3 separate regions of the Mus musculus genome follow, and all the other regions are linked to region 3. Evidence: chromatin contacts called from public promoter capture Hi-C data. All regions are on one chromosome and are shown on one strand. The core of a region is the stretch at or near the end of the contact, and the rest is flanking DNA. Distances in the headings are between cores, read along the strand shown. Region 1 has its middle 230 kb from the start of Gm30904. Region 2 has its middle 320 kb from the start of Gm30904. Region 3 holds the start of 5031426D15Rik (RIKEN cDNA 5031426D15 gene).

The links. Promoter capture Hi-C pulls out the DNA fragments that hold promoters and counts their contacts.
Region 1: a promoter capture Hi-C map of hippocampal neurons shows a contact between it and region 3, with 5 times the contacts expected there. The contact joins the enhancer-like site here to the promoter of 5031426D15Rik in region 3. A contact is called at or near these places in 6 of 39 promoter capture datasets (the 3T3-L1 cell line, the HPC-7 cell line, embryonic stem cells and 3 more).
Region 2: a contact with region 3 is called in a promoter capture Hi-C map of hippocampal neurons, with 6 times the contacts expected there. The contact joins the enhancer-like site here to the promoter of 5031426D15Rik in region 3. A contact is called at or near these places in 4 of 39 promoter capture datasets (cranial neural crest, hippocampal neurons, pre-B cells and 1 more).

The regions. Positions count from the first base shown.
Region 1 is chr2:8,110,551-8,114,604 of GRCm38.p6, forward strand. No RefSeq gene overlaps it. Among named protein-coding and RNA genes, the nearest start is that of Gm30904, 230 kb to the right of the region's middle. Within about 2 kb of position 1,996, at least 7 of the 459 cell types and tissues checked have an H3K27ac peak or open chromatin away from gene starts, as enhancers often do. A contact at or near this core is called in hippocampal neurons, where this site is marked.
Region 2 is chr2:8,027,441-8,031,410 of GRCm38.p6, forward strand. No RefSeq gene overlaps it. Among named protein-coding and RNA genes, the nearest start is that of Gm30904, 320 kb to the right of the region's middle. Within about 2 kb of position 2,046, at least 9 of the 459 cell types and tissues checked have an H3K27ac peak or open chromatin away from gene starts, as enhancers often do. A contact at or near this core is called in hippocampal neurons, where this site is marked.
Region 3 is chr2:6,926,401-6,930,494 of GRCm38.p6, forward strand. 5031426D15Rik (RIKEN cDNA 5031426D15 gene) reads right to left here and starts at 2,322. Exons shown (of 1, transcript NR_027890.1): 1 at 1-2,322. It also overlaps a transcript of Celf2 not described here.

The DNA of each region.
Region 1 (4,054 bases), core at 746-3,245, 1.2 Mb after region 3:
CCATTATACTGCTGGACTTGCTGGCATATACTGTTTATTGCAAAGCCTCATGAATTTTAAAGGACATCTCTAGTATTATTATTGTATGGTTTTTATCACTAACATTAAAGTATTAATTAAAGTATAAAGAAAATTTAGTAATTAATAGCTGAAACGGAACTTTTAAAAGCCAGTTGGGCCTTGGTCAATTCACAGATGTAAAAAGAAGTTAGGCCAGGTATGGTGGCACATGCCTTTAATTCCAGCACTCAGGAGGCAGAGGCAGGTAGATTTCTGAGTTCAAGACCAGCCTGGTCTACAAAGTGAGTTACAGGATAGCCAGGGCTATAAAGAGAAACCCTGTCTCGAAAAAAACAAAAACAAAAACAAAAAAACAAAACAAAAAAGAAGTTAGACTCTGAAAAAGCTAAAAAATAGGAGATATTCATATGCCCTGAATATATCCCAGCAGTGCATATTTAGAGTCATGGCTACTTTGCTTTTGAATATGTATAACATGAGATGAGAAGGTCTGTCTGATCTATAATGGAATCGGACACTGTGATTGCAGGATAAATCTATGTATTGAGACATCCATTAAAGCCTTATCTAGTTTTATTCTAATTTGTGGATCAAAGTATGTTTTATGTCACAAAATTCTGTGATATCTGTTACTTAATAGAAGAAAATATAATTTTGCCTAAATTTTATTTTTAGAAGAAAAAGTTGTCTTAATATAAATTTTATAAAAAGAATACCATGTTCTTATTTATATAAGTTATAGGCAATGAAAGTGTGTTCATTTTCCTTCACAGGCTATAAGTTCTATGGATCAGGTATAAATATGTAGCCTTTTTTTCTTCCTCAGAAGAGAAACTATTTATAGATGAGTGTGATATCAATGCAAAATTGCCTTTAAAAGCTCCATTTCTGATGCTGCTTAAAAGCTGCATATAAGAAATACCTCAGATGCTGTCAGGGTAACCAAACGAAAGCTATAAAAATGTGGGATTCAACTTAGAAACCAGTTACAATCTAAGGTTATAGAAGTGGGGCTTCCTGATAATCTGGTCTCAAATGTCTGGTCATTAATGCCTTTGTAGAAACATATGGGCAAACATATATTTCTTTATAAACTGGATGCTGATTACATACACAGCCCTGTGTCCAGTTCATGATACATCAGAGAACAAAAGGTTACTTTCTCAGGAAAATTTTACTGTAAAAAGGAGGCTGAGCCAAATAGTAGGTTGATATTTTTATGTTCTCTAAAACTCATCTTTCTTTATTTTCTAAAAACAAAAGAATTGTTCATCACTAGGAGTAGTAACAATGTCTCAGATATTAAATCTGCAACTCAGCAATTTAACAGCATTTCTCTTTTGAGGTATCACATATATTATGTATTCTTTGATATCCCCAGAGTTACCTTAGTGAATGTCATACACAGATAATCTTGTGTTTTCCCCAGCAAAACACCAGGGATAAAAGTTATATCAACTGCACAAAATGATAGTATATTTGCATTTCAATCTTAGCATGCTGAAGACAAATTTATTCTGCATTCATAGAAGAAGAAAAAAAGCTTAGATGAATAATAATGGTAAATAAATTGGGAGCGTCTAATATACTCCTGCTGCTATAAAACCTGGCCACCTTACCAGAAGCTAAATAGGAATCCCATGTTCTCCTGCCCAAAATTCACTGTGATAAGGTTTGCTTAAATTCTTCAGGCAGAGTCTACTTAGGAATTGTCTGACAGCTAATTTGTTATTATTTCTTCAATCTTCTCAGTGCACTGGAACAATCTTCATTTGAACACTGCAGTGAAGACTAGATTGGATGTTTCCAAGGTTCATAGTTGCTCTAGAACTGATTAAGAAGGGATACTGTGCAAATGGAAACAAGCCAGTGCTCATCTGGCCTTATCAGGGGGAAATAAGCAGCAGCTGGTAAGCAGACTACACTCAGACACCCAGCTGGACTCCCTGAGATGCAGAAAAGGTTTCTAAGGGGTAGCCACCCTTCCTCTGGTGTACTTCCCCTGGAGGTCTTTAAAACTCAGATGGTGAGCCATCTGGCTGAGCTCAGAAGGCTGGTGACTAAGAAATAACATGAGGCCATTCCTGTCAGACATCAAAATTGATTCAGAATCTGTCATGCACTAGCTGATGGAGACACAAAATAGACAGAACAGTCAAGGCTCTCAGAGTTCCCATGACTGTCTGAAATCAGAATTCAGTGAATGAATTGGTCTTGGATAACAAGGGGATCCCTCAGCAAAGAATTCCTGTCATAGGGAGTGGTGGCATGGTTAATGAAGCTGTGGTCTTTGTTTGCTTCCCTGAGTATCCTATATCAAATTGCTGAAGTAATGAAGCTTGTTAACATAAGATGAAGTCCTTTAAAAAAGCATTTAGAAGTAGACTTGGTTCTCAGTTAACAGTACTGTAGAAGTTTTACTCCATTAAGTTGCAAATCTTGAAATGTTATAAATCTTTCGATAGAAGGAATGTGCCTAGGGCAGGCAGATCATTTTCTGGACATAAAGAGATTTTCTACAGAGTGTTAAATGAACCTCCAAGAGAACCAGTGGAACAGCAAATATCTTTTCAACAGGGAGAACACAAGCTTTAAAAGCACCATGCTCAGCTCCCATAGCGAATGTTTTTAGATTTTGTTTATGAGAACAATATTTCTAAATGCAATAGAAAAGCTGGACCTATGCACAGAACCAAGATGCAGGTACAGTCATTGTACATCAGTTTATTGATGAAGTGGAATTATTGTGCAACCTTGGCCATTTCCTCTCTCACAAGAGTTTAAGAATATCTGGATCACTGGCCATAAGTGATATTAAAAGTGTAATATAGTCAAGTCATTTTTATTTTGGAATGATTAATTTCTTTCTCTGAATTGCATATGAATTTTACTAGATTCCTTCATCTATGAGATACCTGAAGTTAGACTGAATTAATGTAAAATTGTATATTTTAAATACAAATTTAAAATATAATATCTGACAGTTGTGGTGTAACCAGGTGCCTTAGCAAACAGAGTGTGAACAAGAATGGGGAAAGGATAAAATATATAAATGATTGTTTCAGAGTTTTTAATATTGAAGCTATAAACTCAAACTTTAGCTCATTAACCTTATTATATTTAAAAGGACAAAGATATAGTTTTTTTTTTCCAGAGAGGGGGAAAAAGTACAAAAATTATCTAAACATAATGATGCTGCTAAAATGTTCAACAGTAAAAAGTAATTATCAAAAGGATTGTTATAAATAGATTAGAAAAAGTCAAACAACAATAAGAATATGTACCCCAAGATAAAAATATTAAAATAAAATATGAAGATGTGGAAGAGGAAGAAAATATTACATAGTGGGTATGCTGAAGACAGAGAACCTAATGTTTATATGATTGCATTTCTAGACTGAAAGAATAACATGCAAGTAATATTTACCATGTTTAAGAGTTATTCGTGCTCCAAAAATGAAGGAAAGACACAATGTAACAAAGTTCCAAGCTTTTAAAAAGATTACAAAGAAAGTAAAGGGAGGAGGACAGAGTTTTTTATTTTATTTTATTTTATTTATCATCAATTAATTTATTTATTCACTTTGCACCTTGATTGCCACCCCTCTCGCTCCTCTACTCCCAATCTTGACCTCACACATCCCTCCCCAATTACCCTGTCCTCTTCTTCTTAGAGAAGGAAAAGTCCCTCTTGGGTACCACCCATTTCTGGGGCATCAAGTTGCAGAATGACTAAGAGCAGAGGGTAGAGTTTCACAGTAAATAAGGGATTGTCTAAAACTAAAGGCAAAGGCAATGTCTTCCAAGAATATAGTGAAAGACCCATGACTTATAAAAGAGCTGTGATTGGGTTAATAATAGATGCCTCAGCAGAAGTAATAAAGAGCCCAGACAGCAGAAATAAAAAGAATAACTAAGGTATGATTGTGGTTAATAATTTCAGCAAGATGGGAGGTAAAATAGACATTTAGAGTTAAAATTGAAGCAAGGAGCTAGAGTGTGGGCTCAGTGGTTAAATGTTTGACTGGTTGGA
Region 2 (3,970 bases), core at 796-3,295, 1.1 Mb after region 3:
GCATTCTGGGGAAATAGAACAGCTAATTAATAATCCAAATTAGCATAATCCCCGGTTTCTGCTCCTAACAGTCAGCAGGGATAGGTTTTGAATTTAGAGAAGAATTCAAAGAATTTTGACACTGTACAGCAGTGACCCTACAGTCATTAATCAAGATGCTCAGGTTTTACTGACATGGGTACATGACAAAGTTATACATGGCTTACCACTGGCTGCCTAGCAATTGCAATTTTATCTGAAACTGAAAAAAATGCCTTTAATTAACCATGTTGTAGCACTGTCTGCATCTTAGCACTTGGAGTGTGTGCTGACAAGGAACTGGGCAGCTTACCAGTATAGAAAAAGTCCATAATGTAACAGATAAAAGGGTTAGGAAATAACATAATAAACTTCTGAGCCAACAAGCAGGAGGACTGAGTTATGTGAGAACTCACATGTGTAATGCAGTGCATTTGAAATCTAGTACTGGGGAGGCAGAGACACATAGATCCCTGGTACTTGGTATTCAACTCATCTAACCTACTCAGAAAGTTCCAGGCCACTGAGACCATGTTTCAAAAAAGATAATCTCAAGAATACAGAATACACCCAAATCAATCTTTGAGCCTTCATATGTGTGTACCCATCCTATGTGAACATACACATACATGCTCATAGGTACACACAGACACAAAAAGTGACAAAAAAAGACCATTGCTGTGCACTTTATATCTACTGTGAACAGACACCATGACTACCTGTGTGCTGCCATGCTTTCTGCCGTGGTGATAATGGAATGACTCTCTGACACTGTTAAGCCAGCCACAATTAAATGTTTGCCTTTGTAAGAGCTGCCTGGGTCATGGTGTCTGTTCACAGTAATGAAATCCTAACTAAGACACCACCATATCAGACTTTCTATGTGTGTTACTGGGGCCTAAATCTAGAGCTTTCAGTATATGTTGAATGAGCTTCCTCCTCAGTCCTTGGTGTTTGAGGAAACAGGGTCTTATTCTGTAGCCCAGACAAGCACCCAACTTGTCATCTTCCTGTCTTCCTCCTGAGTGTAGGATTATAGCTATGTACCTCTATGCTTGCAACAACTTCTACATCTGATTATATATATAATTTTAAAATATGTTATATATATTTATATTATATATTTAAAATTTAAAATATATAGAAAATTCAGATGTGTGTATGTGTGTTTATGTGTATGAATCTATGTGAATTTATGCTTTATGTATGCAGTTTGCAGAGGCCAGAAGAGGACATTGGATGCCTGAATTTGTGTTTGTAAGCCACTAACATAGTTGCTAGAAAGTGAACATGGAACCTCTCGAAGGGCAAGAAGTCCTCTTAGCAATTTAACCATATCTCCAGACCCTATTTCCTCCTTTTAACTGTCTTAAGCCTATAGTCACCATTGTGAGGTGCGCAAATTCCATAAATCATTCCTCGTGATGATATTTGGCATTTCATTTTACAAAGAATCAACTGAAAATGCCTGTTTCCCATTAGAACAAGTTCAGAAATAAACACAATGGAAGTTAATTTTATTGGGAGTTTGCTTGATATTTTTCATAAATAAATATCTCTGGGAGCTTGTTCTATTATACAGGTGCTGAAGTCACAGAGAAGCTAAAATATTTACACCCGAAATAATGTAATCAATTTCAAACATTATATATCCAAAATTCCATTATTCCAGACATTATTACGTAGAATGGTTGATTGCAATGTCAAATGCTGCATTTTTTACAAAAAATTATGAAGTATGAGTTTTTTGTTCCATTGTTTTCCATTTTCTCCCCAATATCTTCATCATTTTGAAAGGATCACGCTTTGAACAAGCAGCAGATGTTAATACAGAAATATAGAACATCTCAATTTTCTCACTGCTAACTCAGCTTTACTGAGCCAATTTCCCAGTTCTCACATTTCTGAGTCCTCGGAGAAAATGCTAATTTAGATTGTTAAAATTGACACGGGTGAGGGTATAAAGGGTAATTAGCATAAAATCCTACACAAAGTGTTCTTAGCACCATTAATCAACACCCACCTAGGCGTATATTTTTTTTTTCAGTCAGAGCTGATGTTTAATGGAGCTGAAAAATATCTAAAATATCCTCTTCTACATAAGTAATTTAAAAAATGCTGAATTTGTCCTCAAATCAAATTTGAGGGATTTTTTTTTTTTTTTAAGAAATGAAAAATCTACAGTGTACCTCAATGACAACTTTCTTTTTTACACTTAAGACTTTAGACATGGAAAAGTATTCTCTTTAGGAAAAACACCTCAGATCCTTATACTCTGACATCTCTTGCAAGGCTTCCTGCATTTGCGTGGAACTTAAAAGAAAACTCGATGTGTTTGTCTTTTTGTCCCAATTGCTTGCCACACTCATTTGTCCCTGTCCCTAGCCCAGCTCACTGAGGGGTTTGTTCTTTAACTGTTCAAACTTAAGACCCAAATAAGCTCCCCAGGGCTGTGAGTACTCCTCCTCCAGATAGATGGGTCATCACTGCTTCACAGCTTGACGCTTGTTGTTTCACTTGAAGCCTCTCTGTCTTTCCTCAGGAAAGAACATGACCCAATCGTGAGGTAGCCTTCATTTCAAGGGAAGGGGAACTCAAGTCATTCATAGGATGTTTTTGTTTTTTGTTTTCTGATTTCTGTTTTTGGTTTTTTTAATGTTTTTTTGCTACTTCTTTCTTCATTTGCAAAAGAGACAAAAATAATAACAAACAGGTATAACAACAACAAAATGTCTATATCAAAGGGACACAAGTGATCTATACATTTCTAGGAGCCAGTCCACAAATGTCCCTAGGGACACTGGTGACACTCATCTTTCAAAATTCTATCTTGGCGATCCAATAGAGAGGACAAAGCTTCAGACACGCTATGTTACCCCTGGAGGCCATTTATTCTCAGTAAGAAAATGTTCTTTGTGTACAAAATAAGCAAGAGATAGGAAATAGACTGTAAGTCAACAAGTCTCTAGAGAGATACTGAATTTTTTAAAATTCCAGAACCACAAATTAAGAGAGAGCACTAATAAGGGCCAGTATAATAAGAACACAAAACATCTATTTTTAAGAAGAAGAAATGATGAAAGGAGGATACTTGGTTTGCCCCAGAGGGTGAAAATGTGAAGAGAATGTTATTTACACAGCAAAGAACATGCGTATTGTTTGGGAAGAAAAGGCATGGCAGATTATAAACACAGATTTTGGAATGGTTGAAACAGACACACCAAAATACCCGGGCACACAGATGGAAATATAGGCAAGAGAATGGTGACCTGAGTTCTTTTTTTCAGGAGTAAAAAGGATTTGAAAGATGAGAGGGGGTAAGTGTGGTGAGCTCAAGTAGTCTTTCATTTCAGAGCCCCCCCCTCCCCCTTGCCTTCTCTCTGGCTACAGGGTTATATTCTAAAGGAATTTAAGACTAGAGCTCAGTGGGAAAAATTTTGCAGTGATGCCATGAAAGTTCCCATGCATGGAGGGCAGCAATTGTGAAGAATACAACAACAGAAGAACTCAAAGTAGTAGACGCTCTCATGTACTGAGTGCTTATGATATGTTTTCAAGATTGGCTTATAAAACAATGGGTATATCCTGGGAGAAAGAATATGCGAGCTGAATGCAGATAGGTGCTCATGGATGTCAGAAAACAGTGTCCATTCACCTGAAGCTGAAGACAGTCAGCTGTGAGCTGTCTGCTAAGAACATTGCATGGTCTTACTAAGAATCTCCGTACCTCCCTCTACATTGAACGAACTATATTGGGCTTTGTATAACTAAAATGTTAGAGAATAAAGCCAGTGCTCCCGGGTCTTTGATTTGATTTTTCAGTTCAAGTTAGCAGAAGCCAGTGGCTGATTGGTAGAACCCTTAAGGAGGCCATGAGAAAGTAATCAGAGTAACACCTGTGTCTTGAGATGAAGATTACATTGTGCTGCTGAATATACTAACAGATTTAAAT
Region 3 (4,094 bases), core at 1,072-3,571:
GCCCGCGGCTCCGCCTTCCTGCTTTTAGTGCTCTCTTAACAGACATCTTTTCCACAACCAGCTTATGTTGGTTGAGCTCCAGTTTCCCTAGGAAGACACCTAGGATTGAAAAGTCAGCTAAGACAGTCCCTCTCCAGCTTGTAACTTCATGCTGTTTTGAGTGGTGAGAGAGTTTAGGAACCCACACCAGGCATCCTGACAGCAGTGCGTATGACGATAACCACCGTGTTGAAATTAAAAAAAAAATGAAACAAAACAAAAGATGCTGATGCTAATTCTTTTTCAGTTTGGGTCACACAAGGTGCCAGCAACTGGTGCTAATTGAAAAGGAAAACGATAATTCAATATTCTAGCAGCTTGCATCCACCTCATGCTCTTTGATCCAGAAGACTGAAAAGACATTTTTCACAAAGGAAACTAATCAAGGTACCTTCCCCTGGGGGAATGGGGTCATTCTGTGTCTATGAAAAGGCCAGGCAATAGTTATGTGATGACAGCCCTTCTGCTGATGGACCAAAAGGATCCAAGGAGAAAAAAATATGTAATACTCTTAGAAGGTTGAAATATACTGACTAACCTAGGCTAAAGGTTTGAGAATATTCCAAGCAACCCTGGTTTGGTTCCCTACTGTGTAGCTTAGTTTTTAATGCCAACCTGACACCACCTAGAATTCAGCTTGGAAGAGGAAACATTAATGGTAGAACTATCTGAATTAGACTGGTTTCTGAACATATCTGTGAGAGACTGTCTTGATTAATCGATGTGGCAGGGCCCAGTCCACTCCAGGTGGCACCATCCCTAGGCATGTGGTCCTGAGCTGTATAATAAAACAAACTGGGCATGACACAGTGAGCAAGCCAGTAGGCAACCTTCTCCATGTTCTCAGTGCTGACTTCCCTCAATGATGGATTGCGATCTTAAAGTGAAAGCTGAAATAAATGATTTCCTTCCCTAAGTTTCTTCTGGATATGGCATTTATCACAGCAACAGAAAAGCAAACTACAGAATCCATGTTAGATTGATTGGACTTGTAAAATACATGTGATATTGCTTTAAAAAAGAAAAGAATATTTGTATTCTGAACACAAAATATAAAAGTTAAACAAATATTTATGGAAGGTAATCACAACCTCTTATTGACAGTAAAGCACAATATGGAAATGGGTTGATAAAGTTGAGCTGACTTTGGTAACTGATATATATATATATATAAATTCATAACATAAAGTAACTCAAGGAATAATGACAGTTGGTCTGGGACATGCTGGGATAGGGGAAATTTATCAGCCTGTTCTTAAAACACACCACCAAAAGCACCTGCCTCATACACAGCAGGGTAATGTGGGCCTGTTCTTTCTCTGTTTTCTAACATGTTTGAGAAGCAGACTGTGATGTAATCCTTCAAAACTGAGCTACCCAACTTAGAGTCTCTCCATGGAAGCTTCCCCAGGATGCTCCACACTCCATACGCTGGCTCTGGAGAACCCCAGGGTATGGTGGAGAATATCTTGGGCATATGGCTGGTGTTCTCACTTTCATCTCCTTGACTCTTCAGTTTGTTCTCTCTCTCTTTTTTTTTTCTCTCTTTTGAAATGTGGCTCATTCTAGAAGCAGCTGAATTGGTACAGACAGTACTTCTGAGGATACATCCCTGAGAATTTAGCTGCAAAGCCCAGGAGAAGTCAGATCCCTGGGAAGAAGCCAAGTGCAGATTTCAGAGAAACAGCATCCTCATGCTTGAGCAAGTTTTCCTCTCCAGATGAAACTTGTCAAATTCCCTTCATACACCCTTCTCTCTAGACAGATGGACACAGAAACGGAGATACAGATTCATGCTTATTTCGGTGTAAACATTTTTTTTTCTCCAAAGTACAGCTTTCAGAGAGTCCCCATTACTGACTCCTAAGGAATTACTCACATTTAGTCTAGCGACTCCCTCCAAGACTGTTTAACACTTCATAAGCATTTCCCTTAAGCCATAAACAACCCTGAGACAGATAACCAAGATGGTGCCTCTGATCAGACTTTGCAGGGTGACTTCTGGTTCATCTCCCATTTGATGCCGAGGACAAAGAGATATATCTGTGACTATGATTATCCACTTGGAAGGTGAGGAAATGAAGTTAAAGGCGAGAGTCTGTGAGACAGCTCTGTAGGTAAAGACATTTCTTATCAAGCCTGCCTGAGTAGGAAACTCAGAACTTACATGGTGGAAAGAGAGAGCTGATTCCAGTAAATTGCCCTTTGACCTTCATATGCATGCTATGGTACACACACACACATACATACATACACACACACACACACACACACACACACACACACACACACACATGTGCATAAAATCTTACAAAAGGTTAGCTTGTGGTAAGAGTTTCTGTCTTCTCTGATCAGTTTATAAACACCAAGTTCTTTCTCTTATGAAATCACGTGAACAATGCAAAGACCAATGGGACATCATTTCATGAGGTCTGCCTTGAACACTTCAGTGTCCTCTGAAGATGAAATCAATCACTCTGTTCTTCTCTTTTCTGCGGGAGACAAAGGGAAGGGGGGATGGGCAGAAGAGCTGAAGAGACAGGATCCATTGGCCAAAGCTTAGCTTGATGGTTAGCTAAAGCAGACCTTGTCAAGTTTAGAAGTTTCTTTGTGTGTGTGTGTGTGTGTGTGTGTGTGTGTGTGTGTGTGTATGTGTGTGTGTACAGATATGTGATTGACAACAAGTTCCTTCTCTATTGTTCTCCAACTTCCTTTTGGACACAGAGATCCACATTGGTTCTGGCGCTTGCCAGTTTATTTAACTGGCTGGTCAACAGGCCCCTAGAACACACACCCCCAGCACGAGGATGTTCCTGTTACACACGTGGTTTTTTATGTGGTTTCTGGGGCTCTGAACTCAGGATTCTCAGGTTTGGATTGCAAGCACTTTACAGGTTGATTCCTTCTCCCAGCCCTGTAACAGGGCTTCTGACAGCTTTAACTCACTGGCGAGTGCGTTCATCCTCTTAGACTCAGACAAAGGCATCGAGGGTCATCCTTCACAGAGCAGATGACTCCCAGAAGATGCGTATGCACCAAATGTTAATTCTATTATACCATTAATGTACCATTACCTATAATAAATGTCTTCCAATAAATTGCCCAGTACCATAGGTCACATAGAAATACATAAGGCAGTGCGAGTGAATCATCAGAAAGACTGGCTTAATCGTAGAGACTAAGATTGATCAGATGTGGAAAAGACTAGAAGTCCAGAGTGCCATAAAGCAAATAGAATAGGAAGAAAGTGGCTACCTTGCAGGACTTTGAGGGTCATCCTGTGGAGTATGCTATACTAAATCCTGAGGCGCTGGAGAGTGGAGTGGAGTGGGACCATTGACAGCGAGCGTGGGGAAGCACGGTCTGGCTCATTACAGGAGGATGTGAGATCTTAATGCCATCTACTGTGTGCAATCCACTTTTTGTGGTTCTTTTAGATCAGGTGGTTTACTGCCTTATCCAGTACACAGCATTTAATAAGATGGCAGAGAAGCTAGCAGCGAGGCTCACAGAAGCCAATAACCAGGTTTCAAGCCACTTTTCTTATATGCAGGGGAAAGAGATGTGTGCTCCAAGTCTGAGTTCCTCTGAGGCATATACCTACTTGACCACTTGGCAGCTGTTACCTGAGAAAAGGTAACTTCCCTAAAGAGAGATCTATAAGCTAGTATGGGGCCTGGAGAATTTTATACTAGCAACTGGAAGATGCCTTCTCTAAAGAAGAGTTTTAAAGGACTTAAACCTTGATTGTGGGATTCTCTGGAAGAAATAGAGTGGACAGACCACAAGCTTCCATTTTTCTTTCTTTCCTTTCTTATTAAGGCAAGTTTTGCAGCAGCAATAAAGGAAAATAACTCGATATCGATGTTTTGTAAGCTCTCCATCAAACACAGAGGGAAAAGGAAGAAGGATGCTGCTATAAAATTATCTGTGAGCTGATCCATCCACATGAGACAACTTAAAAGGCCGGGCAAACAGATTCTCAGTTGTCCTTTCTTTCCCATTTGTTTCTAGTGTAATCTCCCCTAACTTACTTAGGTCTAGACAATTCCAAG